Linked DNA regions of Zea mays: region 2 is linked to region 1. The links are chromatin contacts, called in public Hi-C maps. All regions are on one chromosome and are shown on one strand. Each heading gives the region's core, a stretch centred on a gene start, on an enhancer-like site or on the middle of the called end of the contact. The rest is flanking DNA. Distances are from core to core; before and after follow the strand shown. Region 1 holds the start of LOC100384690. Region 2 has its middle 50 kb from the start of LOC103630482.

Evidence for each region. Hi-C and Micro-C count contacts between places; a contact is called where the count stands out from the background.
Region 2: a contact with region 1 is called in a Hi-C map of leaf, with 7 times the contacts expected there. The contact joins the enhancer-like site here to the promoter of LOC100384690 in region 1. A contact is called at or near these places in 7 of 25 Hi-C or Micro-C datasets (bundle sheath, ear, endosperm and 3 more) and 1 of 3 datasets of contacts at active chromatin or transcription factors (seedling).

The regions. Positions count from the first base shown.
Region 1 is chr6:164,696,860-164,700,506 of Zm-B73-REFERENCE-NAM-5.0, reverse strand. LOC100384690 reads left to right here and starts at 2,379. Exons shown (of 9, transcript NM_001177167.2): 1 at 2,379-2,529. The coding sequence starts at 2,419.
Region 2 is chr6:164,768,197-164,772,128 of Zm-B73-REFERENCE-NAM-5.0, reverse strand. No RefSeq gene overlaps it. Among protein-coding and RNA genes, the nearest start is that of LOC103630482, 50 kb to the left of the region's middle. Within about 2 kb of position 1,573, at least 18 of the 20 cell types and tissues checked have an H3K27ac peak or open chromatin away from gene starts, as enhancers often do. A contact at or near this core is called in bundle sheath, ear, leaf and 3 more, where this site is marked.

The DNA of each region.
Region 1 (3,647 bases), core at 1,130-3,629:
GCACCACTTGCACATATAGAAGGCTCATGGCTATCTACGGAGTTACCTGATCGAGTGGTTGGCCCTCACATGGGCATTCACTTGACTAGGGCTCTAATAAGGATTAGGAGAAAGCTTGCATGTTTCTTGATACTTTAATAAAAGACTAGCGTGTCAATGAGAGTTTGTATGTTTATCGCATTTAAGCTTTAGCATTTATATTTTGTTACCTTGGTTATGTGCTTTACCTTCCTAGCTTAGTTATTGACAACTAGATAGGTTTGGAGCTTAGATTGTATAACTCTTTTGCGATCGAGATAACAACACTTAGTCAAAACCTTAGATGCAAAGAAAGCCTCGTTTTATTGCATAGGTTTTGACTAGGATAAAAATAGATGCCATAGACTAAGAGAGAAATTTAAAAACTCAACTTGCAGGGGTAAGACAGTTCATGAGTGTTGTATTAAGAAGACATTATCACACAAATCGAGAAAACCTCGAACTTCTACCCCACCCATACACAACGACACTGTAGCCCATATAAGAATGACTGCGACCAGGATCATACCTTAGACTTATGCTTTGGCATGGGATAAACAAGGGGAATTTTAACCACAATTTTAAATTTACTCCCATAGGGAGTCAAAAACTTAGGACCTTAGGAGTGCTACTTGGACCAACTAACTAACTCAGCTAGAGGCCCTTTAGAAAAATATAGACCTTTCAGGTCAAGAAAAATCCTAAACCGTTGCCCCCATACAGAGCGACTAGCCCATGTGGGAACTACCACAATGGGAATCTGACCTTAGACATGTGCTTTGGCGTGAGATAGTCGAGGGGATTTTTTTAAACTTAGCCTAAAATTTGCTCCCATTGGAAGTTGAACTCAGGACCTAAGCAACGATACTCAGACCACCTAACTAACTCATATATAGGCCCTTTCGCAAAAGAGAAATTAGATTGCCTAATTCACCCTACTCTTAGGTGTCAAGTGTTTCTTCAATTGGTATCAAGGACAATGACTCAATTTGGAACTTTTGGCTTAACCAATTGTCACTTTAATCATTCACCCATGGACGCTTACCATGGATCATTGTACATTATTTCGTTCTCCTTGGTTCATGGTTCCGGCGATATCCTTAGGTGGAGATAACTTACCTTACAACTTGATATATCCCCATATCGTTGCATGGCTCCAAAGCTTTAGGTGGAGCACCTCTGCTCCAGAATTTAGATTTCTTTCTTATAACCAGTGACAGTGGCGGTCCTTCAAACTCCATGTTTAGGTTGCTTTTTAAGGATTATAGCATAGCAAAAGCGACACTCTAGAGATTTGTACAGCTCTCAAAACTCCATAGAATGTGCACTCCAGAGTTTTGATCTAGAACCATGGCAAACACCCCCCTCATACACCTTTACTCACTCTCTTAGTGGTTAAAAGACTAAAGTTTAGGTTTCCATTAGTCATTCTGTTTAATAGTTTAGAAATTAGAGATACTAAAATTTAATTTCTAAAGCTTAGGAGGTGAGAATCAAGACCTTAGAGCCACTCCTAGAAACTAGCCATATCGTTTTGTGAAGATAAATTTGGCTATTATTTAAATAAAAACTTGTTCAATAGACTATGCAAATGACTTTTTAAATTTAATAGCTCTCTATTCCTTTACCTCCTCTCTGTTTTTGGACAGACGGCTTCACTCGCTATTCGTTTTGTTGGTTTTACAGAGTTTGTTGGAAATTAACCTACTCTTTTGTAAAATCTATTTTAGAAAATAACTAAATTAGTATATTTGGCTAACATTTTTGGCTAACCTCTTGAAGTTAGCTTTTACAATTGATGGGCGTGTTCGGCTGGCTACAAGCCGACACTGTTGCAGCTGTTTGGACTGCTGCAGCTGCAATCCATAGAGAGAAAAATACTGTAGAAGCCGCAGCCGCAGCCGGATTGCAGCCGCAGCAAGCCACAGCGAACAAGCTGGATATTTCAACGGTACCGCACTTACGTTATCTCTGATCTTCTATCTTATCCCATATTTCAAAATCTACTTTACAATATAAAACAATATTTTCTACGGTCGTATACACAATTCCAACAGTACCGGGCGTACGCCGTCCGATACGTTTCGTCCTCCTATGTCCCACCTGGCAGTCTCGCAGCGCAAACCATCTCACCAACTAGCCATCTATTTATAGGCGTCGCCATGGCCCTCCTCCAACATCAACCAGCGACTCACACACCCGCCCGCCGCTTCTGTAGCCGCCGCCGCCACCCCCCCCCCCCCCCCCCCCCCCCCCCCCCCCCCAACCAACCAACCGCGCAGGGAGAAAACCACAGCGCAGCACATGCAGCGCCTCGCCTCCTCCCGGAGGCTCCTCCAGGCCGCGCTCGCCGCGGCCGCCGTCGCCGCGCCCGCGCCAGCGAATGGCGCCTTCCCCAAGATGCCGGCCTTCGACTACACGCCGCCGCCGTACAACGGGCCGCGCGCCGAGATCTTCCGGAAGCGCGCTCAGTTCCTCAGCCCATCCCTCTTTCATTTCTACGATCGCCCAGTACGTGTGCCGCTCCCCCATCGCCACTCCAGTCTTCAGTTCTGTGGGAAGGACTATACTGCTACGACCAAAAAGAAAAACAAAAAAAACTGTAAATTACCTTCGGATTTCAATATTTTTTCGGTAAAAACTGCACCAATTGTCGCCCTGGTGATCAGTTAAAATACGAAGAATCGAACTACTAGCATTTTTCGTAACTAAAACATTTTTTGTTTACTGTTTTGAGAAATGCGGTCTTCTTGGTAGTCCTTTGGCACAGAGCAGCAGTGATCTTTGTCGTTTTCCGAGAGGTTTGATAGGATTGCTGATACTGCATGTGCTCTGTTCTTATCTGAAGTAAAATGAGATCTGAGATAAATATACAAAAGTATGCAACCAAGATCTGTGTCAGAACCCAATAAAATGTCAGCACTCAACAGCCGCAAATTCTGTATTGCAGGCAGTATGACTCGAACAGGAGTCTTAAGTGAATCAATAAAAGAAACTTGTAATACCAGTACCACAAGCTGTCGAGTGTCGACAGCAGGAGTATTGTTTTTTTTTCAGTGAATAGTAGATCCTTTTGCCAAATGAACATGCCGGATGGGTTGACAAATGAATAAGTGACAGGCTTTTCCTGGGTTGTTGCAAATTGCAATGACGTGGCTGCCCAGTTTTGCCTGCAAACTTGTAGAAAATCTAGGTTGTACCGATTAATTTCCACTTTTTTACTAATGGTCAGATGCCTGATTTCTATCTTCTCTTCAAAAGATACTGTATCCATCTTTTTGCTTATTTTTTTCCTGTATTAAGATGCTCAGCTTTACATGCTCATGAACTAACAGTGAAGGTTGTTGTCTGAAAACATACTATATTTCAGGTGGGCACCTGAAATATAACAACTCTCTAATTTCCGCAACTATTTTTTTGTGCCCTCTTAGATCTCAAATATATGTAGCTGCGCCACTTTTTCTTTGTTTGTCAGAATATACATGGTTACTGACAACACAACATTTAATTTTTTTTACGCATTGCCAAAGTACATAAACAAGGTCAAGATTGGATTTCTGGAGACAGTACTTACCGTGTACCTAACTTACTGACTCCCGTCCCATTAAAAAATAATGTTGAAGCATATA
Region 2 (3,932 bases), core at 324-2,823, 72 kb before region 1:
ATCCGCGTCTGACCAGAGAGCACCGCCACTGGTTCTTGTTGAGTGTTTGGTGCTCCAAAAAAGGCGTCAACAATAAGGCTACACCGTATGAAACAAAGTGCTAAGAAAAATATGACGTGTCTTAATTGGAATAGTAGACCAAATACGAACTATGGTACGCTTAGACAGTTGGTCATGCAAAATATTGTTGTGTATTTTAGATAATATTGTTTACAGGGTGTAGTTTAAAATAAAAGAGATTGAGATATACGAGAGCCATTAGAGATGGCGCTAAGAGCCTCAAACCAAATAGTCTAAAGGTGTCGTTTGCTTCACATATTTGTAACCGATAACGTTAAAACATGTTAGTTGAAGTTTGATCGTAATCAGATACCATACTAGAAATTGATATCAGTGTATTCAAAATTATTAACCAAAGAACACCTAAACGATCGCGCGTTCCTAACTCCCAAGCCACGTCATGCACGCATCATCTCAGACGGCGAAGATCGAAGATTCTGTACCAGTAGCAGAGCCTGAAGGCTGAGCATGCATTTCCCCTTCGTCTCCAACATCCATGTCGGCCCGAGACCCTGCCTGTGGGGCGAGCGAGGCGAGGGCCTAGGCGCGCCTAGCGTCCGCGTGAAGTTGCCTGCTCGTATCGTGCCTCGCACGCTAGTGCCCCAACTGCCGCGCGCGCTTTTCCTGAACCCCGCTCGTCGTCGTCGTCCGTGCCCAGGACCAGGAGTGAACGCGGCGTGGCTACTTTGCCGGCGAAGTACGTAGTACGAGCTGAGTTCGTCGGTGCCATGCATACTCATTGCGCCCGGGACCGCGCGCGGGGGAATTGAAATCATCATCCCCTGGGGCGAAAGGTATGTGCACCGGCCGGCCCATGGCGCGCTCCTAGTGCGGCGGTGCCGCCCGCCTGCCGGCACAGGCTCGATGACGTAGGCTTCCCGGTCGAATCGCCGAGCTGAGCCTCGTTGGCTCGTCACGTACGGGTAGGTGGAGGGATTCGTCGATCCAGCCCATAATCGGTGAAGGTGCTCGAGGATGCGGCCCGCGCAGGCTGCTGAGCTGCCTAGACTTGGGCCTGGTCTGTCGTTTGGAGGATCCGCTGGAGCGACAGATAGCCGATAGGCTACTGGCCCATAGTCGTGACCTGCCCAACAGGCCCAGTGCACACTCGCGCCCTCTCTCGCTTCCTCTGACCTACCACCTCTTTTCTTTTTTGATTGGCTAGGTTGGCCTTTTATTCTATTTTATGTGCGTATAATTGTACACGCTGAACAATTCTGGGCACAAATGTTGTTGTTTTTTTACAGCACGCACAAATATTGGTTACTCTTGTTTCAGAGAGCTACCTCTAGTGTATCTCTGCACAACATCTACGCAATTTAAGTATTTTTTTTGCCTTTGATCTAACTATATGATTTCGATATAAATATATCACATGAGTGCAGATGCTTTTATTATTGTTTGGCTGGGACACAGAACAAAAGTACAGACGAGTGAGTCAGCACTCGGCAGTGCCCAGCGGCGGATTCCTTGAGTGAGTCATCCATGACATCAGCTGATCAAACGTTTCTGCCACTACCACCGGGTAGGGATAGCTAGGCTGGCAGGCTGCACGTGTGGTATGGTATCTATCGTTGCTGCCACTATCCATCGGCTTCGTCACATGATTATCACATGTAGATTTCTATTTCAGAAAAAGAACTACCGTAGATTTTGCTTTCCATCAAATACCATGGTCTATGCGCTATGGTATCATATGTTGTATATGGCTGTATAAAACATTGTTTGTGATTACATTGTTTATATGACACTACAGACGGCATCGACTTACCGTAAAAAATAAGCAGACATTTTTTATGGCTAAGGGGTAGGGATGGCAATGGATGTGATTTATCCGCGTACCCGCGTATAAAAAAACCGTTTGGTTCGGTTTTGGGTACGAGCCTGTACCCGTGGATACAGATACGGGTAGCATTTGATATCCGTGGATATTTTTAAAACGGGTACGAAAAATCAGTATCCATACCCGAATGCCCGAATATCCGTTAAAGTAACCTGACATGTTGGGTCAACCTTTCTTCATTTTTCCAATATGTTATATTTGAAGTATATAGATACTAATGTGCATGCAACTTTATTTTAGGTGCTAGTGATGGAAGATTCAATAGTTTTTGGTCTTGCCTTGAAGATAATGAAGAAGACATGAAAGAAGAATCTTGTGTGTTGGCTGCTAATTCTGAATAACCAGCTGGTCTTTGGTGTTGATTCTTGTGGCTTGTGTGTTTGTAATTTTATCAATTTGAACAATTTAGATTTGATTTTGCTAGACAATTTTATATTGCTCGCTGTATGCCTTAATACATGTATCAGATTTGATTTGTTGGACAAATTCTATATGGTTGTATGTTTTTATCATATTTAAATTTGCTGGACAAATATGTTATCATATTTGAATTTGCTGGATTTAAATATGTTGTATGTGTAGTGGGCAAACGGATATATCCGTAGATATCTGTTACCCGCGGGTAACGGATATGAATACTGTTTTTTTTATTCGTAGCGGATAACGGATACGAGTTTGGATATGAGATATAAGTCGCGGATATGGATGTCTAGAGACACTATCCGCGGATAGTTTACCCATTACCATCCCTACAAAGGGGCGGCCGCTCCCGTTGTGTGAAATGAGAGATAAGATAAGTAAAACTGTTGGAGGTAGCCTAATAAGATGTCAGTTCCAAACCTAATTCTAGGTGTTTAATTTAAAAAGCTATGCTATATTAGGTGAGCGAGGTGCTACATATCATAAACTTCGGCTTTGTTTCTTAATCTGCAGTAATGATTACTTCATTCACAAATGATAATTATATCCTTTGATGATAGCAAAACCACACAAAGTTTTTGATCTCTCTGTTTTTTTCAACATGTTATCGATTGCTAAATGTTTGGCACCAAAATGAGCACGCGGACGGTCCGGCCTTGAGGCCGGACAGTCCGCGGTCCGGACAGTTCGCGCCTGTGGGCCGGACGGTCCGCGCGTGCGCAGAGCAAATTAGGGTTCCGAGTTTTGTGCTATGTTTGTTAGTTAGATTCGCGGGATTAGCTCGGAATCCAGTTGTTTAAAGGGTCCAGCCCCCTCCTCTATAAATAGAGAGGTATACGGCCGATTTGTAATAATCAATCGAATTAATACAACTTCTATTCGCATTTATTTCCAGTACAATTAGGAGTAGTTCTAGTTTAGTTCTAGTTTAGCTTCTTGATCCCCAAATTCTTCGCCTCTCTTCGCCTCTACGCCGATTAGAGGAGTCTAGGTCGGCCGGCCCGAGCCTAGACAACTCCTAGGATCTCTCCTCCCTGACGGGGTCCCTCCCGGGAGCGAGATCCAGGCGCCGCCGGCGATCTTCCGCCGCCCCTGCGCACGCGCGGACCGTCCGGCCGTCAGGCAGGAGCCCTAGCCTTGCACCAGGCCGCGGACCGTCCGGCCCTGCGCGCGGACCGTCCACCCCTGTGCAGAGAGCACCGTCGCGCCTAGCACCAGGCCGCGGACCGTCCGGCCCCTGCGCGCGGACCGTCCGCCCCTGTGCAGAGGGCACCGCCACGGTTCTTGTTGAGTGTTTGGCGCTCCAAAAAGGCGTCAACATACTTTTTGGCGACTCCGCTGGGGGCAACAAATATAGACACATCAAATCGGCCCTCAATGGCCAGTTCAAGAGATAGCTCTGATATTTTCCCAAGCAACATCATAGAGCCGACTTGGGAGACCTTGCCGGCTGACGAACAACTCCAATTCGAGGAGCACAAGGAGCAGATGATCCAGGAGGCAAAAGCAAAGTTCTTGGCCAACTTCAAAGTGGACAGGAACAACAAGGTCGTCCGACATCGGGCGAGAGATCCGGCTTCGCTCCGACCCACACCAGAAATCCCCAATG